Linked DNA regions of Sus scrofa: regions 2, 3 and 4 are each linked to region 1. The links are chromatin contacts, called in public HiChIP or PLAC-seq maps. All regions are on one chromosome and are shown on one strand. The core of a region is the stretch at or near the end of the contact, and the rest is flanking DNA. Distances in the headings are between cores, read along the strand shown. Region 1 overlaps ACTR2 (ARP2 actin related protein 2 homolog). Region 2 has its middle 85 kb from the start of SPRED2. Region 3 holds the start of SPRED2 (sprouty-related, EVH1 domain-containing protein 2). Region 4 overlaps SPRED2 (sprouty-related, EVH1 domain-containing protein 2).

Evidence for each region. HiChIP or PLAC-seq counts read pairs in DNA pulled down with a chosen protein or histone mark.
Region 2: a contact with region 1 is called in an H3K27ac HiChIP or PLAC-seq map of alveolar macrophages. The contact joins two enhancer-like sites. A contact is called at or near these places in 1 of 47 Hi-C or Micro-C datasets (embryonic fibroblasts) and 1 of 2 datasets of contacts at active chromatin or transcription factors (alveolar macrophages).
Region 3: an H3K27ac HiChIP or PLAC-seq map of alveolar macrophages shows a contact between it and region 1. The contact joins the promoter of SPRED2 here to the enhancer-like site in region 1. A contact is called at or near these places in 13 of 47 Hi-C or Micro-C datasets (alveolar macrophages, brain, embryonic fibroblasts and 7 more) and 2 of 2 datasets of contacts at active chromatin or transcription factors (alveolar macrophages and skeletal muscle).
Region 4: an H3K27ac HiChIP or PLAC-seq map of alveolar macrophages shows a contact between it and region 1. The contact joins two enhancer-like sites. A contact is called at or near these places in 2 of 2 datasets of contacts at active chromatin or transcription factors (alveolar macrophages and skeletal muscle).

Annotation. Positions count from the first base shown.
Region 1 is chr3:76,696,003-76,699,236 of Sscrofa11.1, reverse strand. It overlaps ACTR2 (ARP2 actin related protein 2 homolog), which reads left to right. Exons shown (of 9, transcript NM_001134354.1): 8 at 1,582-1,714. Among named protein-coding and RNA genes, the nearest start is that of ACTR2, 31 kb to the left of the region's middle. Within about 2 kb of position 1,791, at least 5 of the 83 cell types and tissues checked have an H3K27ac peak or open chromatin away from gene starts, as enhancers often do. A contact at or near this core is called in alveolar macrophages, where this site is marked.
Region 2 is chr3:76,440,609-76,443,842 of Sscrofa11.1, reverse strand. No RefSeq gene overlaps it. Among named protein-coding and RNA genes, the nearest start is that of SPRED2, 85 kb to the left of the region's middle. Within about 2 kb of position 1,597, at least 6 of the 83 cell types and tissues checked have an H3K27ac peak or open chromatin away from gene starts, as enhancers often do. A contact at or near this core is called in alveolar macrophages, where this site is marked.
Region 3 is chr3:76,526,142-76,529,375 of Sscrofa11.1, reverse strand. It overlaps SPRED2 (sprouty-related, EVH1 domain-containing protein 2), which reads right to left and starts at 1,730. Exons shown (of 7, transcript XM_021087442.1): 1 at 1,051-1,730. The coding sequence starts at 1,076.
Region 4 is chr3:76,552,501-76,555,734 of Sscrofa11.1, reverse strand. The region is part of intron 1 of SPRED2 (sprouty-related, EVH1 domain-containing protein 2); the gene reads right to left. Among named protein-coding and RNA genes, the nearest start is that of SPRED2, 26 kb to the right of the region's middle. Within about 2 kb of position 1,779, at least 12 of the 83 cell types and tissues checked have an H3K27ac peak or open chromatin away from gene starts, as enhancers often do. A contact at or near this core is called in alveolar macrophages, where this site is marked.

The sequences.
Region 1 (3,234 bases), core at 542-3,041:
GTCAGCCAAAAAGCTGACAAAAAATACTTTGATGCCAGTCTGATGAGTGAGAAATGATATCTTGGTGTAGTTTTAATTTATGTTTCCCTTAAGTGTGAAGTTGAGCATATTTTTCTATGTCTGTCTTCCTGGTGAATTACCTGTTTGTGCCTTTTGTCTGTTCTATAGAATTTTTGTAATTTTTTTCTCTCAGTTTTCAAAGAAGTTCTTTTTGTATTAGCTTTGTGATACCTGTTGCAGATATTTTGTAATTTTTCTTTTGTCTCTTATGTTGTTGTTTTGCCATACAAAATGTTTTATTTGTATAAAGAGATGTATAATCTTTTATTGTATCTAGAGTTGAGTCATAGTTAGAAAGCTGTCTTTTATAATCATGTTATTGAGAAATTCACTCAGAAGCATTTTATTAAACAAGTGTTTATTTAACCTTGAGTGAAATAGCCAAAAATTTTATGGGATGGCTGGGGAACAGGACAATAATGGAAATTAATAAAAGTAGCTCTTGGCTTACAACAGGCTATAAATCTAATGGAAGATGGTAAAAAAAATCTAGTCTAGACTTCATAATTATGATAAATGCACATAGTAGGGAATAGGTAGATGTTTTTGGTCCCTTGATTTAATGATCACTAATAGCTATATTAATAGTTATATTTATATGTGCATTCCTGTTGGTGGTGATTAATGTTTTGGCATTCCCAAAGCACTGGAATCAGGTTTAGCAAGTAGCACAACTCAGATTTTGTTTTTCATGTGGAAAGCACACATGTAAAATGTTCATGGATACAGATCCTTAACTACTTAGTTTATGTTATACTCATTTGCATACTTCCACAATTAAATATAATACAAAACTTCTTCTAGAAGCTAGAATTACAATAGCTTGAGCCCTTGAGGACCTGGAACTAAATAAAAACCTGGAGGCAAGTTTGAATGAAACCAAAACAGATGTGACTCAGGTCCTGAGCTTTACTATGAGAAGAGTTCCTCTCTCACTCAGATTGTAGTACTTTTTCTACATATGCAATTATTTTAGTTTTGATTATCTGGTATCATGACCAACAACATCATATTTAAGGAGGAAAGAGAGGACTGCTCTAAGAAGCTAACACATCAATCTAACCATAAATAATAGCTGACAGCCTCAAGGCAAAGGAACAAAAAATGGCAGAAGGCAAATGGGAAAAGTCAAAAGCAAGAACTGGAGTCATGGCCGACTCTGGTTAATTGTAGTAAACAATCACACCTCTGTGGCTCCAGGAAAGCACTGTGATAGCACAGTCCAAACACAACAGGCTTGTAGTGTAAACTGCATTGTTAAAAGACTCAATTACATTTGTAAGAAGATATGTGCTTTAGAAGTATTGCCATCAACGTGATAATAAATGATAATAAATACTTTATATATAAAAAGGGTTTATCTGTGAACAGTAGTAGTAGCAAACATGCAGCCCTGTGGTTTACATGTTGAATTTTATTTAATTTTCCCAGCACCCACCTGAGGCTGATGTAAATAAAGGAGCTCAGAAGTACTGTTTACTGATCTGAAACCTGTAATGAACACCTATTGTGTCTTTCTAGATCTGAATTCTATAAGCACATTGTGCTTTCTGGAGGATCTACTATGTACCCTGGGCTGCCATCACGTTTGGAACGAGAGCTTAAACAGCTTTACTTAGAACGAGTGTTGAAGGGAGATGTGGAAAAACTCTCTGTAAGTATCAAGTCAATAATCCAATTGTTAACGTACTTTTAAAACACTGTTAACATACTTTTTAACCACCAGAGGGAGCAAGAGGTCTTCCTAAACAAACTCCTAGTTCAGTCTGCCTGGAACAGGGAGGAAGTAGATAACCCTCAAGATGAACCTTTATTTTTGCTTTTTTAGGGCCACACCTGCAACATATCGAGGTTCCCAGGCTAGGAGTCTAATTGGAGCTACACCAGAGCCACAGCAACACCATATCCAAGCCGAGTCTGTGACCTACACCACAGCTCACAGCAACGCTGGATACTTAACCCTCTGAGCAAGGCCAGGGATCAAACCTACAACCCTATGGTTCCTAGCTGTATTTGTTTCTGCTGCGCCACAACGGGACCCCCCCAAGATGAGCTTTTCTCAGAGTGATCCTAGTGTTGAGTCACCTCTGTTTTCAGTGGATAGAGGCGATTAGGTTCAGGGCCAGATGTTGGTTCATCTGTAACAAAACAGCCTGGTGCAACCAAAGTGCCCTTAAATGCAGTGAGAAATGCCTCCGTTGGGTTTTATTTTTATTTCTTAACTTATTCTTTGACTATGTAATCAGCGTGCTGCTCTTGGACTGTCTCGTATTTCTGATTCTGTTATTTTCTGGCTGTTTCTTGCATATGTTTTATCTCCTCAGTCTGGTAGTATAACACCATGTCTCCAGTTCTTTTGCATCCCTGTCAACTGTTATAGCTCTTGAAACAGACTTTATTTATTTGGCCTCACCTGCAGCATGTGGAAGTTCCCCAGGGGCTGAACTCATGTCATGGCAGCAACCTGAGCCGCTGAAGTGACAATGCCAGATCCTTAACCTGCTACACCACAAGGGAACTCCCCTTGAAACAGACTTTAATTGGTAGTAGCTGATGTGTAGAGTAAGAAGGAAATTTTAAACTAGTATGCAGTAGTTAATGGTTATATGGCTTTTTTCCCCCTCTAAGCCTGGACTGTGTTAAGTACGGTATACATACTAAACACCAAGAGTCATTTAATTTTGAGTTAAACTCTGAGGTTCATCTCACCAACTTGGATCAGTTGTTTTAGATAATGAGATTATATCCCGCAGAGACACTATGTATATATTGGAGATACAAATGTTACAAATCTCATTTGTGACTCACATTGTTGAAATTAAAATGTCTAAGTACTTCACTCATTTTTCTGATTTTATTGAGTTATACATATAATTTAAAATCAGTCTCGAGTGATTATTTTTCCTTTTTACTGCTGCACCTGTGGTATATGGAGGTTCCCAGGCTAGGGGTCAAATCGGAGCTGCAGCTGCCAGCCTACACCACAGCTGCAGCGACTCCAGATCTGAGCCATATCTGCGAACTATGAACTACGCTGCAGCATGTGGCAACTCAGGATCCTTTAACCTACTGAGTGAGGCCAGGGATCGAACCCACATTCTCACAGAGCCAGTGTTGGGTCCTTAACCTGCTTAGCCACAATGGGAACTCCCCAGCAAATATTTCTTGAACTAC
Region 2 (3,234 bases), core at 348-2,847, 260 kb after region 1:
TGACCTCACTTGGGGATGCAGAACCCTGGAGTCTTCTTAGGGGTGATGAATTGTTGCCATAGAAACTGCCTTCAAGACAGGAATTCCCCATTGTGGCTCAGCAGGTTAAGGACCGAATGTTGTCACAGGGAGGATGTAGGTTGGATCAGTGGGTTAGGGATCCAGCATTGCCACAAACTACTGGGAAGTTTGCAGATATAGCTTGGATATGGTGTTGCTGTGGCTGTGGCATAGACCTCAGCAGCAGCTCTGATTTAGCCCCCAGCCCGGGAACTTCCATATGCCTCAGGTGTAGCCATAAAACAAAACAAAACAAAACAACACTTTAAAAGTCAGTTCTTGTAAAAGCTTTTCTCTCTGACTTTTCAGGCTCTAGTCAATTCTTACTTCTCTTCTAACACCAGAGCTGATCTAATACCCTTACTTCTAATCTTCAAGAAGGAGAAACAGGAGTTCTCATCATGGCACAGTGGAAACGAATCCGACTAGGAACTATGAGGTTGCAGGTTCAATCCCTGGCCTCCCTCAATGGGTTCAGGATCTGGCATTGCCATGAGCTGTGGTGTAGGTTGCAGACTCGGCTCAGATTTGGCATTGCTGTGGCTCTGGTATAGGCTGGTGGCTACAGCTGTGATTAGACCCCTAGCTTGGGAAACTCCATATGCTGCAGGTGTGGCCCTAAAAAGACAAAAGACAAAAATAAATAAATAAAAATAAATAAAATAAAATAGGCTTAAAAAGAAAGAAAGAAAGAAGGAGAAACAATTGACTTTCAAGGAAGCCTGGTTCCTGTGGGTTTCAAGTCTTTTTTTTTTTTGGCCACACCCAAGGTAGAGGTATGCAGAAGTTCTGAGGCTGGGGATTGAACTGGGGCCACAGCAGCAACCTGAGCAACAGCAGTGAGAGCACCAGATCCTTAACCTACTGTACCACCAGGGAACTCCAGGTTTCAGGTCTTTATAAGAAAATAAAAGCAAGAGCAAGGACCAAGGTCCCTCCTTGCCAGGGAAATGGAAGTTGCTGCCTGCCTTTGCTCTTACCCCAAACCTCTGCTGGAAAGATTATGCCCCTGCTGGTTTTAGGCAGTGTGGGAATTGGAGTCAGGAGTTCTCGTCTCCTCCTGGGGACTTAAGCAAGGGGCTCTTGTGGTGACTTCATCCACATTTGGTAGTGTTAGTTTTTAAGTTTGTAGCTCTTTGGATCCTGATGCTAGATTCAAAGGCCAGATTTATAAGGCCAGGGGAATCAAAGACAGCCAGTGACTCACACACTTTCATGTGTCTCAGCCCTTGCCTGTTGGCAGTTTCTGGACCAACTTGTAACCACTTTCCTGGAGCCAGTGCAGGTAAAGGAAAGGAGCTTAGCAAATAGGAAAGGGGTGGGGGTCGGCCTGCCTGAGCCAGAGCCCAAGCCTGGGCCTGTGATGTGGTCAGGCTGCCATGCACCCAGCTTGACGGGCCCTGCCAACCCTGGGCAGACAGGCCAGGGCACACACCGCTGGCGCCTGGGAGAGCTCCTGGGTCGCCTGCAGGGTGGGGCTGGCTGGGTCTCTGCTCCCAGTGCTGCCAAGGGGGTGTGCTCGGCGAGGAGGAAGCAGCCAGGGAGGGGAAAACAGCTGCGTGTTGGTAAAACCCCTGTCAACATGTGCTTGGCTCTGTCACTTCATGTCGCCTCTCCTGCTGGCAGGGATGGACTTCTGCTTTTAGAGATCTTTAGGAGAAGATAGATTTACTTCTCTAATCTTTCTTCTCTGTCTTCAACTGTAGGTCATGACCCATAAGCAGAACATGAAATCAATCTAGTGGATTATAAACAACATAGAAACAGAAAAGATATTATTGAAATAATAATAATTTTTTTTCGGTGGCACTGTAGAATTGTGGTTATATGAGAGCCTGTCTTTACTCTTAGGAAATGTGTACTGAATTATTTAGGTGTTAGGTGTTATGGAGTCCCACTGTGGCTCAGTGGGTTAAGAACCTGACAGAGTGTCCGTGAGGATGTGGGTTTGATCCCTGACTTTGCTCATTGGGTTAAGGATCCAGCATTGCTACAAGCTGTGGTGTAGGCTGCAGATGTGGTTTGGATCTGGTGTTGCCATGGCTGTGGCATAGCCTGCAATTGCAGCTCTAATTCTTTGTCTAGCACAGGAACTTCCATATGCCACAGGTGCAGCCGTAAAAAGAAAAAAAATGATTGTGTGTGTATGAACGTGTATTGAAAGATAATGTAATACAGCAAAATATTAACTGTTGGTAGGTCTTGGTCATTGGTTTTTGATAGTGATTTTGCCCCCTGGCCCCCTCAAAGGACGCTTGACAATGTCTGGAGATACTTTTGGTTGTTACAACTTGGGGTGTGTGGGAGATACTAATGGCATCTAGTGGGTAGATGCCAGGAAAACTGCTTAACACCCTACAATGCACAGAACAGCCTCCCCCAACAAAGAATTATCCAACCCCAAATGGCATTTCTGCTGAGATTGAGAAACCCTGCTTTATGTGAAGAGTGTTTTCAACTTTTCTGTAGTTTGAAAACTTTCAAAAGCAAATGAATGAAACAAAATAGACTAATGAAGGAGTTCCCTTTATGGCACATTGGAAATGAACCCAACTAGTATCCATGAGGCTGCAGGTTCGATCCCTGGCCCTGCACTCAGTGGGTTAAGGATCCAGCGTTGCTGAGAGCTGTGGCATAGGTTGTGGACACAGCTCAGATCCCATATTGCTGTGGCTGTGCTGTAGGCTGGCAGCTGCAGCTTTGATTTGACCCCTAGCCTGGGAACTTGCATATGCCGTGGGTGCGGCCATAAAAAGAAAAAAAAAAAGCGCAAAAAACAAAACAAAACAAAACCCAAACCCAAAATAGACTAATGAAGAACTGAAATTCTCAGAGCACATACCATGCTGTAAAGAGTAAAGGTAATTATTGTTTTTTAAAATGTGTTTCATTTTAGTCATGTATCCATTTGTGTTCTGAGTTGCAACAGATGAGTATTTCTTGTGGGGACTGTGCTCAAATGTTTGAAAAACATGCTTAATCCATACCCTTTTGGTGAACTTGAGGCTGGGGAGATGGAGAAGCTTGTCAAACTGCTCACTTTCAACTCATCTCCATTGATAGGGTAATCTTATTACACACTGTTTTATGTTTATAATGCATTAGGCACTGTGCTGAGACATCTCCTTGCGTGACTTTACTTAATCTTCACAAGAAGCTTGTGCAGGAGTATTT
Region 3 (3,234 bases), core at 481-2,980, 170 kb after region 1:
GGTGACCGCTCGGACCCGGATCGGATGACCTCAGGCAAGGGCCCGGCGTCCCTCCCTCCGTTGTACCCGCGATCGGAAACGCCTCGGGCGCGGATGGAAGAAAGCCAAACCCGACTCCGTGACTGGAGGGCGGGAGGGAGGTGCACCTTGGCAGGGCGCTGGAGAAAGACACCGGTCCCGCGGTGGGCGGTGAATCCGCCCGGGAGCCCCCACTACGAAGCGCCCAGAGCATTGTTCCCCTCGGGCCCGCGGGCCGGGCACGCACGCTTGTGCACGCGCACACACACATATATACACACACATACACACGCCCGCCCGCTGCCCCGCACGCTCCCGCCGCACACCCTCGGATCCTCCCCCAGGAGCAGCAGAGACCCCGCGGGGGGCGCCAGTCCCGGGCCCGGCAGCGCGTGCAAATTCACTCACAAGCGCTGCGAGACCCCTGGGCAGCTCCTGCACGCCGGCCCTCGCGGGGACACAGGCGCACGCAGACCCCCGCGCAGCCCGCGCCCAGTCCTCTCTCCGCTCCGCCGTGTTTTTTTATGAATGAAAATGTGGTATGCAAATGAGAGCGATTCAAGAAAACGAAATGGCGGAGCCTGGGCCCCAGAGGGCTCCCAAAAGGAGCGTCGGGCGAGCAGCGGGGCGGGAGAGTCACAAAGTCACTGTGTTAAAACCCACCGACGCCGGGGAGCCGGAGCGGGGGTGTCAGGTCTTCCGCTCCCGCCGCCGAGGATCTCGGGGGGAGGGGTGTTTGTGAGTCCCCGGAGAGGGAGCGGGGACAGCCCCGAGGTCACCCGCGCGCCCTTGGCCCCCGCAGCGGCCACCAGCCCGCCGACTCAAGGCGCGCCCCCAACGGCCCGCAGCAGCTTTTGCCCCCTCCTCACTTCAACAACAAGGGGTCAAATCTCGCATCCTAAACCCACAGACCAGCTATTCGCTGCACCCCACGCCAAGTTCACCCAACCAGCGTCCCCGCCCGCGTCCTCAGCCCCGGACTCCACGCTGCCCCCGCGGGACACCCTCGTTCCACCCCGCGGCCAAACTTACTCGTCCGGGTGTGTTTCTTCGGTCATTTTCCTGTTCACCTAGACGCCTGTCCCGCGGCGAGCAGCTTTGCTCCCTTCATCTTCCTGTCCGCTCACCCCCCTTCTTCACATCTCCGGAGATCGCCTGATTTGGTGGGGGCGGGGGGGGTGCTAAAGATGAAGGGGGCGCCGCAGAAGGCAGAAGGGGAAGCTGGGTGACCGGAGCGCGGGGTGAGGTCTGGAGGAAGGGGTGCACAGGCAAGCTTGGGTCGGGGGGAGCGAGCGCCGCAGCGCCGAGGGTCGAGGCGGGCGGGGGCTCGGGGTTCGGAAGCGGGCAGAGGGGAATGATTTGGGCAGGGGACGGCGGTGGGGGAGAGGAGGAGAAAAACAAGCTCTCCGTGGAGCGGCGGGGACTGCGGAGAGCGGGAGAGGGCCAGCAGCCGGTGGGGGCTCAGCCTTGGGTCGCCCCCGGGGGGCTGGGCCAATCACGGTTCCGGGGAGCGGTCGGAGGCCGGGGGAGGTGCGCCTGGGAGGCGGTGCAGGGCGCCCCGTCCGAGCCCCATCTCTCGACTCCACCGATTTACTCCATATTGGATTCTCACCGCCGCCAACAGGAGGAGGAAGTAGGGCGGAAGCGATGACGTCTTCCCAGCCGCCAGAGGTGGTGGAGTGCAAAAAGCTTCCTACTTGCGACCGAAAAAAAAAAAAAAAAAAAAAAAAAAAAAAAAGGAGAAAAAAAAAAACTTTGTCTCGCCTATTGAGCATGCTCGGCTTCCTTTCCCCCTCCCTCCTGGCTTCCACTCCCGGAGGAGCCCGGGAGCGGAGTTGTTTGCGCCGCGTCTGACTCCGGATCCTCCTTAGTTAGGCTCCGGGTTTTAAAATGCCCGAGAGGAGGGAGGAGGCGGCAGCCGGGGACTCGCACACATCTGGCTCCCGTTTGGCTCCCTCCCTCCTTCCAAACGCCTGGATTAAAATTCAGAGGGTGAGGAGAGGAGGGGGGTAGACGTAGAGCTCTGGAGGGGACTGGTGGGGTGCTCCGGCTCAGAAGACCAATTACCCGCCACCGTGGGGCCGGAGGGTGGAGGCGGTACAGGTGCCTCTGCCAAGATTCTGTATGGCAGAGGCTTTTCAGTTACACATGAAATCTTGTGATTTTTTTTTCTTGGTAGGGGAACGGGCATTCTAAAGGAAACATTATTTTGTGCATTTTATAAAAAAAGGTAAATCCAACAAGCCCAGAAACTTGCATTCCAGTAGAAATGATGGATTTTCCCAGGTTAAAACGTAAACCCAGGAGTTCCCTTGTGGCTCAGCGGGTTAAGGATCCTGCATTGCTACTGTAGCTGCTCAGGTCACTGCTGTGATGCGGGATGGATCCCTGGTCCACGAATTTCCATATGCCCCGAGCACGATAAAAAAAAAAAAGGTAAACCCAGGAGTTCCCATCGTGGCCCAGCGGAAACGAATCCGACTAGGAACCATGAGGTTGTGGTTCGATCCCTGGCCTTGCTCTAGTGGGTTAAGGATCAGGCGTTGCCGTGAGCTGTGGTGTAGGTCGCAGACGCGGCTCTGATCCCGCGTTGCTGTGGCTCTGGCTTAGGCCGCGGCAGCAGCTCTGATTAGATCCCTAGCTTGGGAACCTCCATATGCCGCTGGTGCGGCCCTAAAAAAAGACAAAAAAGGAAAAAAAAAAAAAGTAAATCCAAATATGGTTTTTTAGTTGTTCAGTAAATCTCTCTCAAGCTGGTGGAGGATGGTCCTTGACCCAGGCCCTTGAAGGCCGCCGATCCTGGGCCAGAGGTTACCATCCACATGGGCTTTGGCACAGTGAGATGGGAAGATGGAGACCTCCTCGAGTCTCCCCTCCATGCACTCCCCTTTGTCTTTAAATTATTTTCCTGCCTTGGCCTGGGACCATGAGCCTGGGTGGGTTCCCGCTTTCTAAAACAGCACTGTCTAGGCAATGGGCAGACCACCTTTACAATTGCACACAGAATCTTTGCTTGGCTTGATGCTCTGCTGTTGCAGTCTTAAAATTCTTTATAGTGTTTGAACAGGGAGCTCCACATTGTTTTCCTTGCCATGGGTCCCACAAATTCCATAGCCATTGGATATTTACTTCTGGGGTCTTACTAGGGAGCAAGAGATACAGTCCCTGCCCTTTCCAGTTCTCCAAACACAGTAGACTTTTCTATCCTCCTGAATG
Region 4 (3,234 bases), core at 530-3,029, 140 kb after region 1:
CGCACTTGGCTCCAGGCACTGCTCCCTAACAGACCTTTCGCCCCCACCCCCACTTCCCTCCCCGCTCTGTGCAGTAGGTACACGACATCATAATGTGATTAGAAACAATACTAGTGATGACAACGGCAACCTGCTAACATTTACCACGTGCCTTCTTGGGTGTCGGGCGTTCTATTTAACTGTACCTACATCAGCCCATTTTCCAGAAGAGAAAACTAAGGCCCAGAGTTTATGTAACTGCTCTAGGTCACCCAACTAACAAATGGCAAAATAATCAGGACTCAAACTGCCTCCTAGCACTTTTCATCATGGTAGAGAAAAGTATAGAATCGACGCAAAAACACCAAGAGGGGAAGCTGTTTTCTGGGGAGTTACTGAAATACCCTTTTCATCTTTCCTTTTATTGCTCACATAGCAGCAGTTAGCAAGGCCAGGGCCAATATCATCCTGTTTTCCCCCTTGCTTTAGTTCTTTTATTCTGACTCCAAATCCTGAGCTTTAACAGGGATTCTTTTTTCCTTCATCACAAATTTGCTACAAATGCAAAGTAACTGAATGGTTGTCCAAACGAGCAGGACAAACTCTCCCCCAATTAAGCCCAATGCACACACCTGAACTGAATGGGCCTCAACACCCCCAGAAGATTCATCAGCACAGCAGGGCTCCCAGAACACAAAGGCGATTTTGTAGGAGGAATGCAGAGCTGCAATCTTCTTTTCTGTGATTACACCTCATTTTATAACAATGTTCAGACATTTGGTTTGGGCAAGTATAGTAATTACATTTCTCACTTTGAACTAATTTAAGCAGCTACATCTGAGCTTCTCCAACAGACTCATCCGCCCTCCTCCTCCTCCCCAGAGCACACCCGTCTGAGAAGAGACCTCTCTGCCCAAGCACTGTCCCCACTTTGCTGCAGGCATGCTCTGCAGACTCAAAATTAATTCTGCAAGCTGACCCCTGGCAATGGGCAGGACCCCCTCACACACATCCTTTCTTCCTGGCACACATATGAATGATCCCCATAGGTACGAAAACCACCCAGTCAAGCAGGCTCCCCTGCTAGGCAACTGTGGGCTCAGCTCCCCAGGCCTCAGTGTCCTCATCTGTCAAATGGTGCTTCTGGCCTAGATGGTGTTGAGGGACCCTCTCTGGAACTGGTAACATGGCCATGGGGGCAGGAGAGCAACCACCTGGAGGTGGCAGGCCCTCCAGAGCCGGGCAAAATGCCAGAGCCACAAACACCAACCCGGAGGCAGTAAATCCCTCAGCCTGTGCCCCACAGAGAAAATGCCAGAAAGCAGGTTTCCTAATCCTCTTCACTCGAACCTACACCCACACACTTTCCAGTCTTCCAACCCCCTGCTTAGAATCCACTTTCCATGGCAGTCGAGAATAATGAATCAAAATGTTAGAAACACAGACAGCGACACCAGCACCCACCCCCTCCACCTCCCCCAAATCAAAGGGCCTAGTTTTGCGAGGTGGGACCCATATTTTATCTACTGGCATCTGTGCACCCGCATTTGTCTCAAAGATTTCAAGGAGCTTTTCGAGAGGCAGTGACAAGTGCAGACTGGCTGTGGCAATGAAGTCGGTCACTACACTCTTCTGTGCACCACACCCGAGACATCCTGACTTGCTGTCTCCAGGGAGGTTTTTTTTTTCCCCCCACTGGGGAGGTCAGGGCAGGTGGCAACACAGACTCCAGGGTGTGTTATTATTTCACTTTCCTTCTGTTTGGCAAATCAGTCTTCCCTGGTGCAGGTGCGAGGCAGGCCAGAAATAGTTAACAGCAAGTTCTCCTCCGCTGGGAGTGAACCTGTTCAACCAGAATGGCCTGATAAAGGGAGCTGCCACTTCCTTAGAGATAAGATCCAAGATCCACCTTTCCTGAGAGCTCAACCCCTCCAGCAAGTGCACCCCCCACCCCATCCCCCAAACCCACCACTCACATGGGGGCTTCTGCTCAAAGTCACTGGACACTACTTAAGGTTAGTATCTCTCTCTCAAATGGGGCATTCAGCAACTTTATTCATGGCTAAACATCCCATGACAGAAAGTCTCTGACCTCATAGCTAGTGTGAACAATGAAAAACTTCGAAATCACAATGACTTCTTAATAAGAACTTGAGATGGCTACATGTGTGTGGGAGGGATGATTAATGCCTATGCCTGAATTCAAGGGAAACAACACAGGCAGCAGAAACCCATCAAATGACAGTCTTTAGGGACATTTAAATTGTCCTCATCAAAGGAAAGACCCAGTGCCAGGGCGCTCGAATCTGCTGCTGTGTGGCCACAGAGGCAGGAGAAAAGCTGGTAAATCAAAAATGTGGGTGTGCCGCTCACAAGACTTCTCTCTGCTCCAGGCTGGGGGTGGGGGTGCTGCTCATTATGAGCAATTTTATGCTGAGTCTTTGTGTACACACGCTCGAGTGCTTTGCACATCTAGATTTTGTGTTTGGTTTGCTTACATCAAAAGATCAACTTGTATTTATTCTCTGGCTGGATCGCAGTGTTCTTCTACCTGTGAAGACACTGTAACCTGCTCAAGTTTCACCTTGGGAGCACAGGTAACTCCTCAGGATTCCATTCTGAGGACAATTCTCCCTTTAGCTCTTGGGGGTGTCTTAAAATACTGCAATGAACACAAGAAGTGTGATGCCTTATTGATAATTTTACTCTCCAGCAGAAACAACAGAAATATCGAAAGCTGTGCAAGGCAGCCAGAGGACTGAAAGGGCGGGGGTGGAAAGAAGACTGTTAGCAGAATGTTTATGCCGCAGCCTGCGTGTGGAGGGGTGATTCCTTCATCCGCCACCAACTCAGACCAGGCCCCTTTTCCTCCTCTTTCTTGTTTCCCTCCTGGAGTCCGCTCTGGCACCCTGCACAGTCACAAATCCTTGGCGGCGTCTAGCATCTTGGTATTTAATAAACCAAATGGGCAAGTGGCTCTATACCCCTTGCACCTGTTCCCCAGGCTCAGACAGGGTTCATCAGTCTCTGTTTTCAGCTCAAAAGATAGTTCCTCGCAAAGCTAGTCTCCTAGGCCCCTTCTCTTCTCTTGCTGGTTCCATCTTTCAAGCTGCTTATCAGAAGGGCATGATCCGTCCCTTTGGTCTACACCTCAGGCCCCTTCAACAAGGCTCTAAGTCCAAACTGCTCTCTGGATGCCAGAAATATTCCCCTGGCTCAGATGTGACAGACGCTGCAGCAGGCACCTTAGCTGCT